2 separate regions of the Zea mays genome follow, and region 1 is linked to region 2. A link is a contact called in public Hi-C data. All regions are on one chromosome and are shown on one strand. Each heading gives the region's core, a stretch centred on a gene start, on an enhancer-like site or on the middle of the called end of the contact. The rest is flanking DNA. Distances are from core to core; before and after follow the strand shown. Region 1 holds the start of LOC103635604 (cell division protein FtsZ homolog 2-1, chloroplastic). Region 2 holds the start of LOC103635602 (protein TRANSPARENT TESTA 1).

Region 1 (2,805 bases), core at 268-2,767, 230 kb after region 2:
TGGAGACAACCCGACTGGACCTCCGCAATGACTAACAGGTAACTTTTGAACAACCACATCCAAACATGGTGGAACCATCGTCTTCACAATTCTTAAATATATCACCCAATCATCTTCTGAGGTAATGGAGATCAACCGTCGGACAACTGTTCCATATGTAATATGGGACAACAAACCCTGAATTGATATTCTAGGGTCGTTTATGTCACAACTAATCTCCTCACAAGCTCGAGCCAAAAGCTGGTCAAAAGTTGGTCTTTCAACGAACAACATGGTCACGATCTTCGTACCATCAAAAGTAACACTCCCATAAGCATCTATCTCCACCCTTCCTCCATGGTATAGTGTTACTAGGCTGTCCATCTATTGCAAAAATGGATTACTAACTCAATAATGGCTACATACTTAAGCCTACTAACTTACTAAGTAATAAATATATATTAACTAATAACTATACAGTAAATATTAAATGAACACATCAAACGAAATTACATAATCTATAAATAATGTACGAAAACTATGTATACCTGAGAACGCGTACGACTCCAGCTAACGGTGGAGAAGGTCAAGTCGGACGAACACCTACGTAAAAAAATACCAATTGTCAGTAAAAAATTTGGCAGCACCTCCCTTGTAAAGTGATGTTTATAGAACCTGCGAATAAACGACAACACGATGGTTGCCAACACAGAAAACATGTAATATCAATGCTCTAAACAAAATGGTAACTATATAATCACTAAGAATTTACTAAACACTAACAATATACTACGCAACAAACTAGCTAACTATTTTAATAAACACTAACAATAAAATATCTAACTATTTACTAAACAATAAATAAGTGTATACCTAACTAATTACTACTAGTTTACAAACTAAGAAATTAAAAAAAAATACTAGACAGCAGTGTTTGCGGGAGCTACCGGGGCCGGAGCGGGCGGTGGCCGATCGTTGGGAGCGAGCTCGGGGCGGCAGTGGGCGGGGACTAGGCGGCGTGGGGAGCGAGCTCGGGGCGGCAGTGGGCGGGCGGCGGCTAGCGAGCTCGGGTGGAGCTCGAGCGGCCGGAGCGTGGCGGGGGCGGGCGGAGCTCGAGCTCGGGCGGACCTCGGGCGGCGAGCGAGCTCGGGCGAACTCGGGCGGGGCTCGCGGCGGCGAGCCGGAGCGTGGCCGGGGCGGGCGGGCGCCGGCGAGCCGGACCTGGGGAAGGCGGCGGCGGTGATTTCGAATGGGTAGAAAGAGAAGAAACGCGCGCAGAGAGAAGGCAGTTTTCGGTTTTTTCCTAGCTCGGCGCCAAGATCTGTGGCGCCGAGCTAGGTGCCACGCGGGACTGCCACGTCACGAAGCTCGGCGCCACAAGCTGTGGCGCCGAGCTGTGTTACCTCGGCGCCACAGGCTGTGGCGCCGAGCTTCGGGTCCAAACGTGCAAATAAAATTTTCGGGGGTCCAAACGTAAATTTTTGACTCGAAAGGGGCTAAAAAACAAAAAATTCGGTCAGACATGTGGAGTTGTGGACAATGGTGGGTGCTTGCGGTTCCCCAGTGTGAGGCGAGGCGAGGTTGGTGTGACATACCAGTCCATCATGTCGTGCCAACGTGACTCGCACAGTCGCCCGCCCTAGGTGAGGCCCAGCCAAGCACGGCCTATCAGAGCGTTGGACTGTGCTCACTCGGCCGCTCTATGGCCCATGAGCTCCAGGCATCTAGTCGCAACTTTTTTCCTTTTTTTCCCTTTAAACCTTTCCTTTTTCTTTTTTAAGAAAAGACAAAATTGGAATCCTCGTGTCGCCGTTCAGCCGTTGGGCTTTGGCCACTCAGCCAGCGCTCACCAACTCACCGAGTGTCCGAGTCGTTGGCTTGGCTTGGCTTGGCTCCGCCCGTTGGCATCGTCTACTCGCCGAAAACCTCGCCGAGTCCCTGCCCTCCCTGGGCGGTGGGCGCGGAAACCCTTCGTCTGTTCGCTAAACCTTGGCGGCCGGATCTCCCACCTTCAGAATCCATCTGGTCTCCTCTATAAAAGCGCTGGGAGGATCTGCCGACTTTGCCGTCCATAGGCGGCGTCTCTCCGGTGTCCTGCGTCTGCGCCGCACACATCCCCCACTCTTCTTCCAGTGAAACAGTTCAGGTAAAATAAGCGACTTTTTACCAGTAATAAATCCATTTTGACCCGTTCCCAAATACTGGCCTTACCTCTATGTCTACAATTTTTTGGTGGAGATTGGGGTTATTCTTGAAATATTTGATTGCCTGCTGTAGTTCCCCTATCGAGCCTCTCTAAATAGAATAATGTACGACCCCACTGTGTTTTAGTGTAAGGTTCGGTGGCCATCATAACGCCCTCACAACATGCGGATTTTTCCGGATCCATTTATGTGTATTTTACCCTCGATTCGACTCTGTCATGTGTTGTTAGTTCAATTCCATTTTGTTGTAATGTATTATTAGTTCATTCGTTTGGTCCGTTCCGTTCAAATTATTTCATTTCAAAGTATGCAGTATGAACTATAACCACACCAAACACTTGCTAAAGAGAGATTCTGATATTTGCCATCAGCAAGAAACAGGTTTGTAAAATTGCCATTAGACCCACATTTTATAGACCCAGCTGGACCCACAATTCATAGACACAGTGTTAATTATAACAAGGAGACAACATTGTGAGTGGCAAAAATCCAATTATCTCCCTTGCTTAAATGATAGCGCCACCAAGTTAGGAAAGGAGACAATTGCATATTTAGGACTTCAAACATAATGCTTCACAATAATACCATTTATAACATTTGTTTTGCAAAATGGGACTATAGA
Region 2 (2,892 bases), core at 330-2,829:
AATCAGTTAATTCCCTCGCGTCTTTTTCATTTGATGATTCCTTGCGGGTACACATGAAACACTTGCTAGCTATGCTACATAGGCCATTCAGCAAGGCTTGAGCATGCATTCAAGGATATGCCACTACTGCCAGCCATTTTGTTGGTCTCTCTAGTCTCTACTATGCATATGCATGCTCAGTTTATTACACACTCTACGAGCACAGCTTGCCCTATGGCCACCTCGATCGCATGTTTCAGATCGCGCGCTGCAAGACGAGGCAACATATAGCTACTTTCCCAATTGGAAAGCTCATGTGCAAATTTCTTTGGAATATGCATGATCCACATGCTTCAATTTTTAGGCGCAGCTGGGGACTGGTGACCATAATTAAATGCACTTTCTGTCCCTCTCACTTGAGAGTGCTAACTAATTAATCAAATGGTTAATTTAAATGAAGTCAAGTAGCACTTGTACGCGAAGCCTTCACATGCAACTTTCCTTTTGCGAAAAAAAGAGAAAGCATTCGACACAATTGGAAACAGAAAATAACTCTGATTATTGAGGAAGGGGGTGTTGAGAAAAAAGAGAGAGAGATGGCAATTAAAACCGCGCACTAAAAATCCAAATTGGTGGTATATATGTATGAGCTAAGTTACCTGCATGTTGTTGTATCTGTTGAAAGTCTTGCTGCAGACATGGCAGATGAACTGCACCGGGCCGACGAGTATCTGCGCCGGAGTCGGGATCCAGTACCGCCGGCCGCGGCTGCCGACGATGCCCTCCTCCCCACCCACACGCATGTAATCGGCCGGTCTCTCACCGGACACCACCACCATCTCACTGCGATATCGCTCTCCACCTGCTCCTTCCACCTTGCACTCGTCACTGTCACGTTTCCTTGCCTTCTCGTCCTCTTCCTCCTCGAGATCCTCATCCTCGTCCACGGGCGACGAAGGCGCCGCTTCAGAACAGTAGCCGCTGGCGCCAGTTACCGGCGCCGGCAGGCCGATGCTCAGGTCAACACCGGCGGCCTCCTCTTCTTTGATCGGATTATGGCCAAGATCACGAGTCGTCGCCCTCCCTTCAAGCCTGCCAAGAAGCGGCAAGCACATCATGGCGTCGCGCTCATCATGGACGACGACATCGGCAGCGGCGGCGGCTAGTTGGTCGATCGATGGTGCTGAGACTGTCGTCGAGGACGTAGACGAGGACGACGGCGATGGCGGCGGCGTCGAAGAGGAGGACCGCGGCTTGAGCCACTCGTAATACGGCACGCCGAAAGTGCCCTCCATTGCGCAAGCCCTCAACACCATAGACGGGTCAGTTTGCTCCCTCGGTCGCCCTGTACGATATGCCTCGATCGGCGGCGCAAGTGTGCGCTGCTTTATGTCTTAGCCGCGGGCGGCCTGGGGTATGTACCGGGTCTGGTGACTGGTAGTGTGGAGAAGAAGGAACGAGAGGGGCGTCTATGTCAAGGCGTGCATGCCACGGCCGGGAAGAAACGGGCGAGGGGTGTGCGGCCGGCCGGCCGGCGAGAGGGAGATGGAAGTGGTGAGGTTGGTGCGCCGTTGGTGTTGCTCTCCTTATATGGCGGTGGCGCCCTTTTGGAGCGTGCGGTGCGCGCGCGGCCTTTTCAAGGTTGGAAGGGCTCAGGTACTACGTACGCGGCCGGTGTCGTCGACGCACGCACGCGAAGACACGAGGTGAGCAAGGCAGGCAGCGTGCTGTCGCGTGTGAACGGTGAGAGCGGCGAAATCTGGGCATCGGTGTCGCGTGCCGACGGTATGTGATGCCTAGAGCACGATAGACACGGCCAGCAGGAGCCAGTTAGCGCGATTTTTTTTTATTTTAGCCTTTTTTTAAAAAAATGATGTTTAGACACACGTAAGGCTTAATGTCGTTTTTACACCCTCTACTCAGCATCACAGACCGTGTCGCTAAGATACATGTTGCGTTGGTACGGTATGACTGACGCGGTGCCGACATGACACCCTAGCTTCACGTCACAGATCTTGACGCCGAGCTAGAAAGCACTATAAATTGATCCTTCCCTGGCCGAGAGCTACGCCCGACCATTTCCCACCCTCATTTCCCTCTTCATCCATACTACCGAGAGGTGCTGCAATCTTCGTATTCGAGATTGAAAACTTTGATTTGATCCGTATAGATTAAAGACGAAGGTATAATATGTCACTGATTCGTTTGTTACGTATATTGTGTAGTATGATTTTGATTAATTAGTTTTGATTGATAAACCTATTGCTATTAGTTATGATTTCTAAGATATATGGTTGATATGATGAGTACAGCGTCGGGTACTGTGGGGGACAGATATCCCTCGAGTCCACTAGGAGGTGAAAGACCCTTGCTTGGGGGCCACATACCAGTTGTCCCACAAGGTCGTCTTGACTGGGCCGGAAAAAGGACCGCAAGTGAAATGTGCCGACTCAAGAAGGCGATGGGCCCGTACCCGGATCGTCCGTGGATTATGCGCAATCTCAAGGAACCGTCCGACTTTCCCACGCCCGGCGCCCTTGAACGTCAGGGATAGACCAGGATGGACTCGGCAGGTTCTCCTTAAGATAAGCTAAGTCGGTTCGCTATTAGTTAGGAGATATACTAGAAGAATGTGATCACCATGTATGTAGGGAGTGTCTCATGGTCGTGTATATAAGGCCTAGGGGGAACCCCATCATTTTCATCTCATCGGCCCTTCTCCATTTAGGAGACGTCACTTGTAACCCACTACGCATACATAGTCACCCTAGGAAATAGGGTATTACGCCTCTCAAAGCAGCCTGAACCTATAAAAAATCACCTCTCTCTCTCGTGCTCCTAGCACGAACCATCGAGCTACAATCAACAACACCGTCCTACCCAAAAGCACTGCAAGGGTATCCCTAGGTGTGC

Evidence for each region. A called contact is a pair of places that touch in the nucleus more often than the background predicts.
Region 1: a Hi-C map of tassel shows a contact between it and region 2, with 4 times the contacts expected there. The contact joins the promoter of LOC103635604 here to the promoter of LOC103635602 in region 2. A contact is called at or near these places in 6 of 25 Hi-C or Micro-C datasets (bundle sheath, ear, endosperm and 3 more).

The regions. Positions count from the first base shown.
Region 1 is chr8:100,878,702-100,881,506 of Zm-B73-REFERENCE-NAM-5.0, forward strand. It overlaps LOC103635604 (cell division protein FtsZ homolog 2-1, chloroplastic), which reads left to right and starts at 1,518. Exons shown (of 8, transcript XM_008658017.3): 1 at 1,518-2,125.
Region 2 is chr8:100,648,772-100,651,663 of Zm-B73-REFERENCE-NAM-5.0, forward strand. It overlaps LOC103635602 (protein TRANSPARENT TESTA 1), which reads right to left and starts at 1,580. Exons shown (of 2, transcript XM_008658016.2): 1 at 639-1,580. The coding sequence starts at 1,295.